Linked DNA regions of Sus scrofa: region 2 is linked to region 1. The links are chromatin contacts, called in public targeted proximity ligation maps. All regions are on one chromosome and are shown on one strand. The core of a region is the stretch at or near the end of the contact, and the rest is flanking DNA. Distances in the headings are between cores, read along the strand shown.

Evidence for each region.
Region 2: a targeted proximity ligation map of alveolar macrophages shows a contact between it and region 1. A contact is called at or near these places in 1 of 5 promoter capture datasets (liver), 1 of 47 Hi-C or Micro-C datasets (skeletal muscle) and 1 of 2 datasets of targeted methods (alveolar macrophages).

Annotation. Positions count from the first base shown.
Region 1 is chr4:20,633,161-20,639,155 of Sscrofa11.1, reverse strand. No RefSeq gene overlaps it. Among named protein-coding and RNA genes, the nearest start is that of EXT1, 8.8 kb to the left of the region's middle.
Region 2 is chr4:20,830,880-20,836,874 of Sscrofa11.1, reverse strand. The region is part of intron 1 of EXT1 (exostosin-1); the gene reads right to left. Among named protein-coding and RNA genes, the nearest start is that of EXT1, 190 kb to the right of the region's middle.

The sequences.
Region 1 (5,995 bases), core at 1,191-3,690:
TTCATTAAGAGGGGCTGGCCTGTGCACTGTAGGATGTTCAGCCACATCCCTGGCCTTACCCCACAGGTGCCAGTAGCACTCTCCACTCCCACCTGCATCCCTAGTTGACACCAAAAACCTCTCCAGACGCTGCTAAAAGTCAAGACAAAACCACCCCCTGTTGTGATCCATTAATTTAGTTAAATGACTTACCGAAGGTCAGCCGATGGCCAAGGGGACCATTTAGAATTCCACCCTCATCTTCTGACTCCTGCCAGGACTTTGCCACAACACAGCAGCTTCCTTTAGAAAATCTAACTGACCTCCCTTCTGCAAGACAGGCTCATGAAAAAAATCTCATAGATGTTAATTTTGGAAACTTTCACACACACCATTAGTATGTGCGAGGCACTAGGCTAGGCACTCAGGAACCACAGTATAAAAATTAGAGAGGGTGTCTTCTCTTACTCTAATAGGGAGATAATTAAAATAAGATAATTAAAATAACAAGGAAGTGGATAAGCAAGATAATTTTAGATAGTTCCATGAAGAAAGTAAGAGGATTGTGGCATAGATGGAGATGAGGAAGAACAAAGAGGCTTGCAGTAATAGGATGGTCCGTGAGGAGCTAACATGTCAGCTGATGTCCAGTGGATGAGGAAAGAACTCTGGGGAGAGTGTACCAGGCAAAAGGTCTGGCCAGTACAAAGGTCCTGAGGCAGAAGTGAGTCTGAAGAATTAGGCTGTGGATTTCAAACTTTGGCAGGCATGAGAACCACTAGATTTTTTTTTTTTTTTGGTCTTTTTGCATTTTTTCTAGGGCCACACCCGCAGCATATGGAGGTTCCCAGGCTAGGGGTCGAATTGGAGCTGTAGCCACCAGCCTACACCAGAGCTACAGCAACGGGGGATCCGAGCCGCGTCTGCGACCTACACCACAGCTCATGGCAACAACCGGATCCTTAACCCACTGAGCAAGGCCTGGGAGCAAACCCAAAACCTCATGGTTCCTAGTCGGATTCATTAACCACTGAGCCATGACGGGAACTCCGAGAACCACTAGATGGATTGGCTCAAACACGGATGGCTGGGCCCACCCTCCAGAGTTTCTGATTCAGTAGATCTAGGGTGTTGACCTAAGACTCTGCATTTCTAACCACTTCCAGACAATGCTGAGGCTGTGGGTCCAGGGAACCACACTTTGAGAACCATTGAATTAGCGCAGAAAGGAGACAGTTTCTGGAGTGTGCTGAGTGCAGGGAAGGTATGAGGGGTGGGGGGGATCAGAGAAGCTGCAGACACTTTAGCTTGCCCTGGCACTGCAGGCCCAGAAAAGTGTTGGGGTTTTATTTTCGGTGGGGTGGATAAGCCTTGGAGGATTTTAGGCAGGGGAGTGATATGATCTGACTTCCATTTTTAACAGTTCCCCTGTAGCTGATAGTAGGGGGAAAGTGGAAGCAGGGAGTCAAGTTTATATCTCTACTATGTATTTTCGGAAGTATTCTTTCTTCTTTACAGGAACCACTATCATAAGCCAGGATAGCAAGCCAGGAGAGAAGGAAAACTTGAAGTCCTACTTTCATGATCCGGAAACAATGACAATCAGAGTCAAGCCAATAAGTCCAGTCACTGGGCAATTAGCCTGTGATTGCCAATTAGGCAAGATAGCTTGCCTTCGTAGTTCTCAAAATCGAACATTTAAAAAAATTTTTTTAAACATATGGGAAAATATTTTATTTCTCATAATTTGTAAGCACCTATGAAATGAATAATAATATTTAGTTCCAAGGAAATCCCATTTGGTAATTGTGATAGTTTTGAGGCACAACACTGTAAATCAACTATACTTTAATTAAAAAATTAAAAATTAAAAAATAGGAGTTCCTACTGTGGCGAAATGGGATCAGTGATATCTTGGGAGTGCAGGGATGCAGGTTTGATCCCCGATCTCGCACAGTGGGTTAAGGATCCAGTGTTGCTACAGTTGTGGCTTAGGTCACAACTTCCACTCAGATCTGATCCTTGGCCAGGAACTCCATATGCTACAGGGCAGCCAAAAAAGAAAAAGTAAATAAATAGTTCTGAGTTAGATGATTTAAATTTTAAAGTTTTAATGGTTTGAAAACCGCTTTAAAAAAATTTTTTTTAACCTGTAAAAGTTACTTTCCATTTACAGTTATTACAAAATATTAACTATATTCCTCGTATTGCACAACACATCCTTTAGCCTATCTTATGCCCAATATATAATTGTGTTTTTAAATTAAGAATTTTCTCTATGATCTTAAGTCTAGTGCTTGATATAGCCCGAGGCATATATATTTATATTTAGCTGTGTCTTCCATGTGTGTTTCACAACTTAGAACTGGCAGCTATTTTCAGTGATCACACATCCTCTTGTTGGTAAGTGTTTTCTGAGGAACAAATGGTGACAAAGAAGTTGCCCTTATCTCACTCTGGATGGCATCCTAGGTGCCTTATAGAAGTTTTACTGACCCCTGGTGGAAGACACAGCCGCTCTACCTTGCTAGCTAGTCTTGGTAGCTTCTGTCTGTTTCTTGCAAAGATTCTCATTCCTTTAACCATGCCTGTGCCACGCAGCCCAAACTCCAGGAGGAGAAACAGCCATGGAAAGAAATAATCACAATAAAACTGGCTCCGTGGTATATTTTACTAGAGGAGGAAGTTGCTAAATGTGTGTGGGTCCCTATTAACATTTGTACATCCATTTATAGATGAGTAACTGAGAGAAAATGAGAAATGGAAATGTCAACGATTGAAGGTGATAAAATCAGGAAGACACCCACAATTCAAGCCAATTTTCCTCATTAGACTGTAACTTTTTTTATTATGCAATAATCTGTCAACACTCCCATCACTTAAAAAAAAAAAAGGTAACTTGTGATACCCAGTAGAATCAACTTTGTCTTACATGCCCGCAATTAGAAATTTTGTATCTTCTGGAACTTCTGGGCTACCATGGTGCATAATTATCAGTGACCACAATGCTAACCAAAAGATGCTGTAGGATCTCAAGGTAAGGTACTTGCCAATTCATCGAGGGAGATTAAATCATGTCCAGGCCTATTTCAGTGATTTAAGAGCATTTCATGATTGTCAAAATTATTTAAAGTTCGTGGTCCAGTAGAGGGGGTAACTTGTTATTGGAGTGGTGATAATATGATCTGTAGGGCTAATTATTTGAATGATGCTCCAAGGTTGTTCTATTTCTATGAATCTTGGGTTCTCAGGGTCTTAAGAGGATGTCTCCAAGCCAGTTTCAGGGAGCCTATGGCTTTTCTAAATGGGTAAAAAAGCACATCTACCAAAGTCTTCATGGCTGGGGACTGCCCTCTGGCCTAGATAAAGCATCATTCTGAAAACTTTCAATTTAAACACATCAAACCATTCCACAAATTATAAACTATACGTGACACTAGGTCCACCACAATTTATCAGCCATTCTACCTCTACTTCTGTCTCTTCAGACACTTTTATTGGTCCTTTCCCAGAGACTGATCCCTCTGTGGAAGAGCAGACAGCTCAGGAACTCTAAGAAAAAAAAGGTATGAAGAAGACTCCCTTGTAAATATATTTCAATATATTTATATGTAAATTTCAGCATCGGCTTTGTCTCTGAAAATCTGAATATTTAAATGTCACAAAAGCAAAAGCAGACTAAAAATACACATTCTGGCTTTCATGAAGCCTTGAGGAGGGACTTGGCCTCAGAAGCTTATTCTTTCTTGCTTTCCCTAGTGTTCTCTTTCACCCAGGTGGAGCCCACCCTCACTACTGGCCCAATAATTCCTCATCACACGGGAAAAATGCCAACTTTAGTCCTGTTTAAGACCAGATAAGCCCGGTTCCTTTCTTGTCCTTTTAGGCCTGTGGAAGCTTGTTGTCAATGGGAACCCCCAGGCAAAGATTGCTCCAGGCAACACTGCGGGGCCCCACTGCTTCGTGAAACTGCCCCTCCCCCAAGGTATTGTCCCCCCACCCCCACCCCAACTGCTTCTCCATCTAAGCCCAGATCTGACCCGTCACCCCCTCCTCAGCTTGTCTGATCTTGGAACCCCTTGCAACAAGAACCACCAGTTGGTGTAAATTACAAACTGCCTTGACAGAGGAGACTGCTAAGCCTTCCGGGGGGCCTTGGGAAGAGACCACCAAACCTGTTTTTGAGGATAAGAACACTCACATCCACGGAAGGGGGTTGGAGACTCCACTGCAGTCCTGATCACCTTCTTCTGAACAAACTCGGACCCCTGGGTGGGAGAGGGGCCACTGGGAATGACCTTCTGCTTGTCCGCAGTCCGGGTCCCATTTCGCCAATACGGAATCCTGAGAAATCTGTCTGATATTTCTGTCTGGGCTGGCGTTATAGTGCCATGTAGCTGTTCAGCTGTGTTCACTTCTGTTTGTGCAGAATATTTCCTGAATGAACAGCATGCCACTGCGGGCACGAGAGTCCGAGTGGTTAAACCCAAGAGCTTCGGAGCCTGACCCCGTGGGTCCAGTCATGACTCTTCTGGAGCACACTAGCCGGGACTTTAGGCCAGTTAATTAAGGGCTCTAAGCCTCAGTTTCCCCATCTGCTCTCCCACAGGATAATAACTACTTCAGACGTATGTGAGCTAACACATAAAGCATTTAAAACAGTGGCCGGCACCTAGGCGGAGGTACTTAGTAAATGTTAACTAGTATCATGGCCTCCCACTCTCCCTCCTCTCCCAGCTCGTTAGCAGCCTCTTAGAATTAATGTGACTTGGTTTCACATTCTGTTTTCCAGCAGTTTCGTCTTCCAGAATTTGAATGGATGTCCTTCGCGATTAACATTGGCATTTCAGCAAATCGTGCGGAAGTGCTATGGTGGCTGTGAAGGGACATATTCCTCCCTTCCTTTGTCCATCAATTATAAATATTTATTCAATGCCTACTATGTCCCAGGAAGGGCACTGGGTACTGGATGTGTGGCACGTGAGTACAGCAGACCAAGTGTTAGCCCGGAGAGACTGAGAAGGCTTCTCAGGGAGACACAAGTAAATACACCAATCAAGAACCAGATTCTAGCGCTGCTCGGGCTATAAAAAGTGCGTGAAAGTTGGAGGTGTTATTTAGATAGAGTGACCAGGAAAACTTCCCTGGGGAGGCAGGTAAACAGAGACCTGAAGAAGAAGCAGGAGCCTGTGTTGCAAGGAGGACCTGGGGGGAGGAAGCTGCAGAGGGAAGGAAGAGCAGATGAAACAGGAAACAGGCCACCTCACTAGGAGCAGAAAACAGGACCAAGGGGCTAGAGCCTAGAGAATAAGACACCGCCCCACATTCAAGCAGCTCTTGTGTAAAGAGGCTGTTTGTGATGATAGTTTGCCAGTTTTCCATATAAAAAAAGAAGCTGTAGAGACTCAGAAAAACTGAGTGGATGCATTGGGGGCAGGCAAACCCATATCCCTCCAAGGACCCATTTATAAGCCCCCCCTAATGCCTTCATCCACCAGAGAATTGACATCTTCCGGGCTCCAGAAGTTAATCCCAGCATTTTAACTCTATTTGTATTTATTCTTTTTTGTTTTGCTTTTGTTTGTTTTCGCTGCTGCCTGTGGCATGTGGAAGTTCCTTCCTGGACCTGAGCCACAGCAGTGACAGCACCAAATCCTTAACCCCTAGGCCACCAGGGAACTCCTGTGTTTATTCTTTTATATATACCTAGGACTCTTGCATAGGACAAGAGTCCCAGGAGATGTGAACTCTGACTTAATCATCTTCATAATCTATCACGATGCCTCACCCTTAGTTGGTGCCTTATGAATGTTTGTTGAATGAATGAATCATCACTAAATATACTCAGTGTTGCCAGGCAATATACTAAGTGCTTGAAATATATTAATTCAACTAATCCCTTTTACATTACCTAAAGTTATGTGCTACTGTTAGTGGCATTTTGCAGAAGAAAGGAAGGCACAAAAGTTATGTAAACTGCTCAGGCTCTTACAGCTGGGATGTAGTTGAGCTAGGA
Region 2 (5,995 bases), core at 1,760-4,259, 200 kb before region 1:
ATTTACTGTCCCAATTCACAAATAGCTTAGCTGGTGTCAGAAGGATGAACAGGCCAGGACCCAGGCTTCCTGGGTCCATACCTGGTCCTCCTTTTCAAGACGTTCTTGCTCAGACTAAATTCAGGTGTTTGGTGAACTTGAAATAAATATAAAACACAATGGGAACAAAACCCCAAAAGCCTTTTTAGAACCTATTCGTCACTGGTCCAACTCACTAAACCAAACTAGTATAATGCCTGCTGCTCCACGAGCAGGATCAAACACATTTCCGTTTATAATTTTTTAAAGACTATGGTTCACTTTTCATTGCCTACTACCTAATCTCTTTAAACTCCAGCGATCTCATCAGTAAATGGACTGACATCATTACAGGGATAATGTACTAGAAGTAATTTTTTTTTTCTTGTAAATGAAAAGGGTCGTTTTCCATTTCTAATTGCATTCTTTAGTGTCCTTCTCTGTTTAGAATAGGTCACAATAATATGTTTTCTTCACCCCTAGCCATGACAACAGGTTTATCTAGAGTAGCCTCTGTAAGTCACACCAAATGAGTTGGCTAAGGAAACTTCATAAAAAAAAAAAAAAAAAAAAAAAAAGCTTTCAATGAAAGGCCGCTCAGCTTTCAAATCCAGTCCTAACAATATATGGTGTAGCCAGGGGTGGGGCACATGCCTTAGAAAGGAAGCCACTGTCCTTTTGCTTCAGGCTGGTGAACCCAGAGGTGCCTTTAGCACCTCCGGTCTTTTGATCTGCTTGTAAAGGCCCTTTCAGGGCCCCTCAGGGGCCACTCCAATGACAAGGGAGTACTAATGGAGCTGGCAGAAGAGACAGGAATGTATTTAAATTTTGCTACTTTATTATCCTCTAAAGACTCCATAATTCTGCTCCACATGTTTGGGAAAGGTGGCCCATAACACCTTTATGGGAAGGGGTGGATTTCTCATTGAAGAGGACCCACCAAAGGCCAAGGGGCAGAGCTGATTGATTTAATTGCCTTTTTCCACTATCTATCTGTCCCTTACACAACTCACGTTAAAGGGGGTGGGGGCCAGATTTAACAAAAGCCCTATTGTGGTGCTGGAAAGGGAGACCTCCAATAAATTCTTGATGACCAGGTGACCAGGGAGAGATGTCTTGTCCAGAAGAAATGGGAGGACAGCTTTCTTCATCCTGGAACCATAGCTCTCAGAAAAGGTATTCATTCACTCAGTCCCCAGATACTCACTGAGATACTTCTTGGATGCCAGGCACAGTTTTGGACTTAAGGATATCGTTGTGAGCAGGTTGACGTCCTTACTCTCAAGGATGTCACATTCCACTGGGGACAGCAGTACAGGGAAGACTTCCTAAAGCAAACTGAACATATCAAGGCCAATTTATGACTAGAAGAGACAGATTGGCTTATTGTCCAGCCAATATTTATCATTAAAGTCATGGATTACAGCAAGAAGCTTTTCGGAAAAGCAAAATGGAATAGACAGCTGTCAAGAGCTGGGCACTGAGGCTGGAGAGAAGAACAAGCTCGGGATGCTCGAGGAAGAGAGATCAGTGTGGCTGGAAGATAAAGGAGGTGGGGAAATGGGGAAATAGTGCAGCTGAAGTGGGAGAGGCAGGCTGAGGCCAGGTCTCCGAGGGCCTTGTAGACCACAGTCATGGGACCAGATTTAATTCCAGTGGTGTAGGGAAAGCTTTTGGGGTTTTAAGGAAGGTTCCCACATGACGATAGACTAAGATTGGAGTTCTCCCCAAATAATTACCATCTGGGTGTCCCTAGCATATCCCTTTTTCCCTCCGCCCTCGTTTTCCTTATGGGCAAAACCACGGTGGCTGGAGAAAAGTATCACCAGTTCTTGTGTTGGTTCATTCTGTGACTATTAAGCTTTTCAGAATTACATCACTAGCCAAATCCTGAAATTTACTGCCGAGAGAAATTCCAGCCACGTAATACGTCATACCTTGAAGATTTCTTACATTGGGATGCTAAAACGACAGACATCAATTACGATAGGAGGATGTCGGCTATAAAACAAAGCAGAGATTAGGACTGAAAAAGAGCATTAAAATGAATAATCACTGTCAATGTCATGAAAGATGTGGAAAGACGGAGGACTGTCACTGATTGGAGGCTAAAAAGACATCAAGACTAAAGGCAAGGTGGTATCCTAGATTGGATCTGGGAACATTAAGAGAAGCAGTGAAAAAATCTGATGGGATCCAAATAAAGTCTGCAGTTTAATTAATAGTATTGTTCCAATGCTAATTTCCTAGTTTGAATAATTATACCACGGTTATATAATACGTTAACTTTAGGGAATTAAAGGGTGAAGGGTATAAAGGAATTCTCTACACTATTTTTGGAACTTTTCTCTACGTTGCAAAATAAAAAATGAAAAAAAAAGGAAGGCTGATTTGCAGTCCTGTAATTGCTGGCAGCATATCTCTTAAACACTTACTTTTATTTTTTATGTTTATTTTTATTTCTTTATGTAACACTGTTAATGATTTCAAAAGAAAGAAAAGCACAGTTGGATGTAGTATTCATTGGCCATCATTCGTTCACTGTTGTCATTTCTGAGATGATGTCCCCTTTCCTGGAAACTCCTGCTAGAGAAAACTTCAAAAATGAATTCACTTATGAGACATTCAGCATGGGGCCCAATATGTTTTCCCCATGATAAGCATCATCGACATCCCTTTTCCTCTAAAGAGGGTGTCTCCACCATGGATTTAAATGCCTCTGCCAGACTCACATCAGTTTCACAAGCCTCAATAAGGCCACGCAAGTCAAGGCGTGGGAGGCCAAGATGAACTGCTAAGAAGATAAAATCACTCCCAGGAGAAAGAGGTATCAAAACAAGAGTGTGTTCCACCAACTGGCCACCTCCTCCTGGGACTTACTTGTCTACTGACAGGCTCTTTCCTCTCCAGAACCCCAGGGAAGACGGTCCACCCAGTGTGGGATCTGACCACAGCTTAAAAGCACAACACCCTCTCACTCTGAGAGCTTGAGAGGCCATAAGTGCATCCAGTTCTGCTTTCTTGCTACTCAGAACTACAGCCTGGCAATAGATACAATTGAGGTATTGTGACAGCAAAGGAGGAAAATCAGGAAATGAAGGGAAGGAGGAAGAGGAATTGGTGGGGGCAGGGGGAGAAAATGAACTGAGAACCGGTCTCTGCTTCATGTATGTTATGCAGTTTAAACACCACTACAGCCTTGTCAAGTGTCACCCTTGTCATTTTATAGATATGCTGACCAGGGCTTAGAAATGTCCAGCTACATAACCAAGTGTTTTGACTCCACCTGGAGAACCCTTTCTGCAAGATCATGGCAAGGTCCACAAGACCCTGGACTAGTGAAACAATGTAGTCCAGAAGTGCTCTGGGGTGCATCTGAGAAACAGCTTTGCTGTAGGTGTCACCAGTACATGTAATGAAACCACCACCAGGCTCGTGAAGTCTACCTGTGAGATGCCAGGCTATAGGAATGGATGATGCCGGAAGGGATCAGGGAAGAACTTGGACCCTGGAGTCAAACTGCCCGAGGCTGATGGCTGAATCCAAGACTCACTGGCTGAGTGATTCTGGCAAGCCACTGGTCTTCTCTAAACTTCATCTTCCTTGTCTTTACAATGGGCATCAGAGTGGTACTTGCCTCTGGGTGCAAGTGGGTGCTTTGCATAGTAAGTTCTTTATAACTATTAGGTTCTTTCATGATTAACTTTCCCCAGTTGTGTAATCAAACCAATGGCAGGTACAGGTCACAGAAGAGATGAGCCTTAGGTAAGCCTTAGACACCAGCTCTTCCCCAGCATGTGGCGGAGCAGGCCAGGAAGTATGTTGCACTAAGCATCCACTAAGCAGAGACTCCAACACATGCTTACTCTACCCATAATCACAGAAGAGATGAAATTCAGTCTGAATGGCCTGCTGACTCCCCATCCAGTGAGTAATTGAGAATAAACACCATAAATGGAGCACTTAAGAGAGGCAAAAGTCTACAACTACTGTCAGCAAAAAGCAACAAACACTTAAGAGCCCCAAGCCAATCAAGAGCCAAGAGCAAATGGGGACTTCTCTCAGAAAACTGGCCATGGGGAGAAGAGTCCAAATTTGACATTTCTCATACGCTTTGGGGGGGAGCCTGTAAAAAGCATTCTCTTTAACATCTGTTCCCTTTTCATGACTCGGTAAAGAGTACCAGGTTCCAGGATACCCAGCCTCCCTCAGATTGAAACCAAGAAGGACCCTGGAGAGGCTTCCCAGGTAGAAGCCCCACTGTGTCCCCCACTTCTTGTCTGGCATTCTCTGAGTTCCAAAAAGCAGATTCAAGCAGTTAATGATTAGAACAAGAGTCACAGGCCTCCTGGTTCCTGCTGAAGTGATAAAGATAATCACCTGACACATATCTTTGCTCTACAGAAACAAGGACCCCTCCCCCGCAGGCTGGTTAAGGATAGTGACTGCACTCTGACCATAAGAACATGGCCCCCTGACCATGTGGAACCAGAAGGTCAATGATTAAGATTCCCGAAACATCACCCTGTTACCTTACCACCAACCAATCAGAAAAAAAAGTCCATGAGCTAATGACACATCCTGTGACCCTAAACCCTTGCCTAAAAGCCATCAGGAGTTTGGGGGCTTTTTGAGCATGAGTTGCCCATTCTCCTGGTTTGGTGCCCTGAAAATAAACGCTGAGACTGTCCACATGGTTGGTGCAAGAAGCAGAAAGAACACAGAGCCCAAGGGCCTGGGCACCTGATGGCCCTTCAGGATCTCTCTCTCTCTCGGATGCTTCTACCATGCCAGGGACTATGGGCAAAATCTCTCCTTTTTAAACCACATGGAGGATCCTTTTGGCTGCTGCCATGGGTTAAGTATAAAATGAGTAGTAGAGACCCTTCACCCAGCACAGCTCCTTTGCTAAAGAACACCAAAGAGATCTTTGTGTAATCTGTTTGGCCCTAAACTGGTTCCCAGCCAATTTATATATTAAAGCCAACAGTATTCAAATCACTATTTGAGATGAGGCCTGAAATGTTCTGTTTTGGCTGAATGGAAAACCTAAAATTATAAAGCAGAGATGCTGTGGGCTGTGTCAAAGCCAGTTTTATAGCAGAAAACCACTGTCTTCTGTGGATTTCTTTGATAGAAATGGCTTTTTTTGGCATTTCACTTTTTTTTCATGGGAAAGATGTTATTCTGGAGGGACTGAATGATACTATGTCTTGACACAGAAAAGTTATTTATACATAAATTACAGTAACTTTCCCCATGTTAACGAGGCTGTCATCCTCTTGTGTGATTTACTGCAATCTTGTAATAGAAAAGCTTCATTTCCCTGACACCTGGGTGGTAATAGGACCGATAATTCCGTGCAGCAAATGTGTGCTCCTCTCTCTGACTGGAGGTGTGTTAAAATCTAGAGTGCATTTTTAGGTCAGAGTAATTCTGATACCAGTCTCCAGGGCCCAGAGTGTCAGCACGCATGCAAGAACACAGACACAGACACACGGACACACACATACACGGCTACATCCATTACCTAGGAAACCCAGCTAGGCCTCCTCTGTCTTTTCCTTTAAGAGATTTATAATTCTCCGGACAGAGACCCACAGCTTAGCTTCTGGAATAACAACACATACATAATTAAGATGGCAATGACAAGGAAAAGTTTGAAATGACAGAATTAAATGGCACTTTTAACCAAAAACTTCAGGTTTCTATCTAAAGTCTATTAAAAATACTGTTTTACAACACTGTTCCCCCAGGGCTGAGTGGGTTAAGGATCCAGCACTGTCACTACTGTGACTTAGGTCACAGTTGTGGTGCAGGTTGAATCCCTGGCCTGGAAACTTCTGCCTGCCGTTGGTGCAGCCAGCAAACAAACAAACAAAATACCGATATTGTTTAAGAAAAAGCTATTTCAGGAGCTCCTGTCGTGGCTCAGTGGTTAATGAATCTGACTAGGAACCATGAGGTTGCAGGTTTG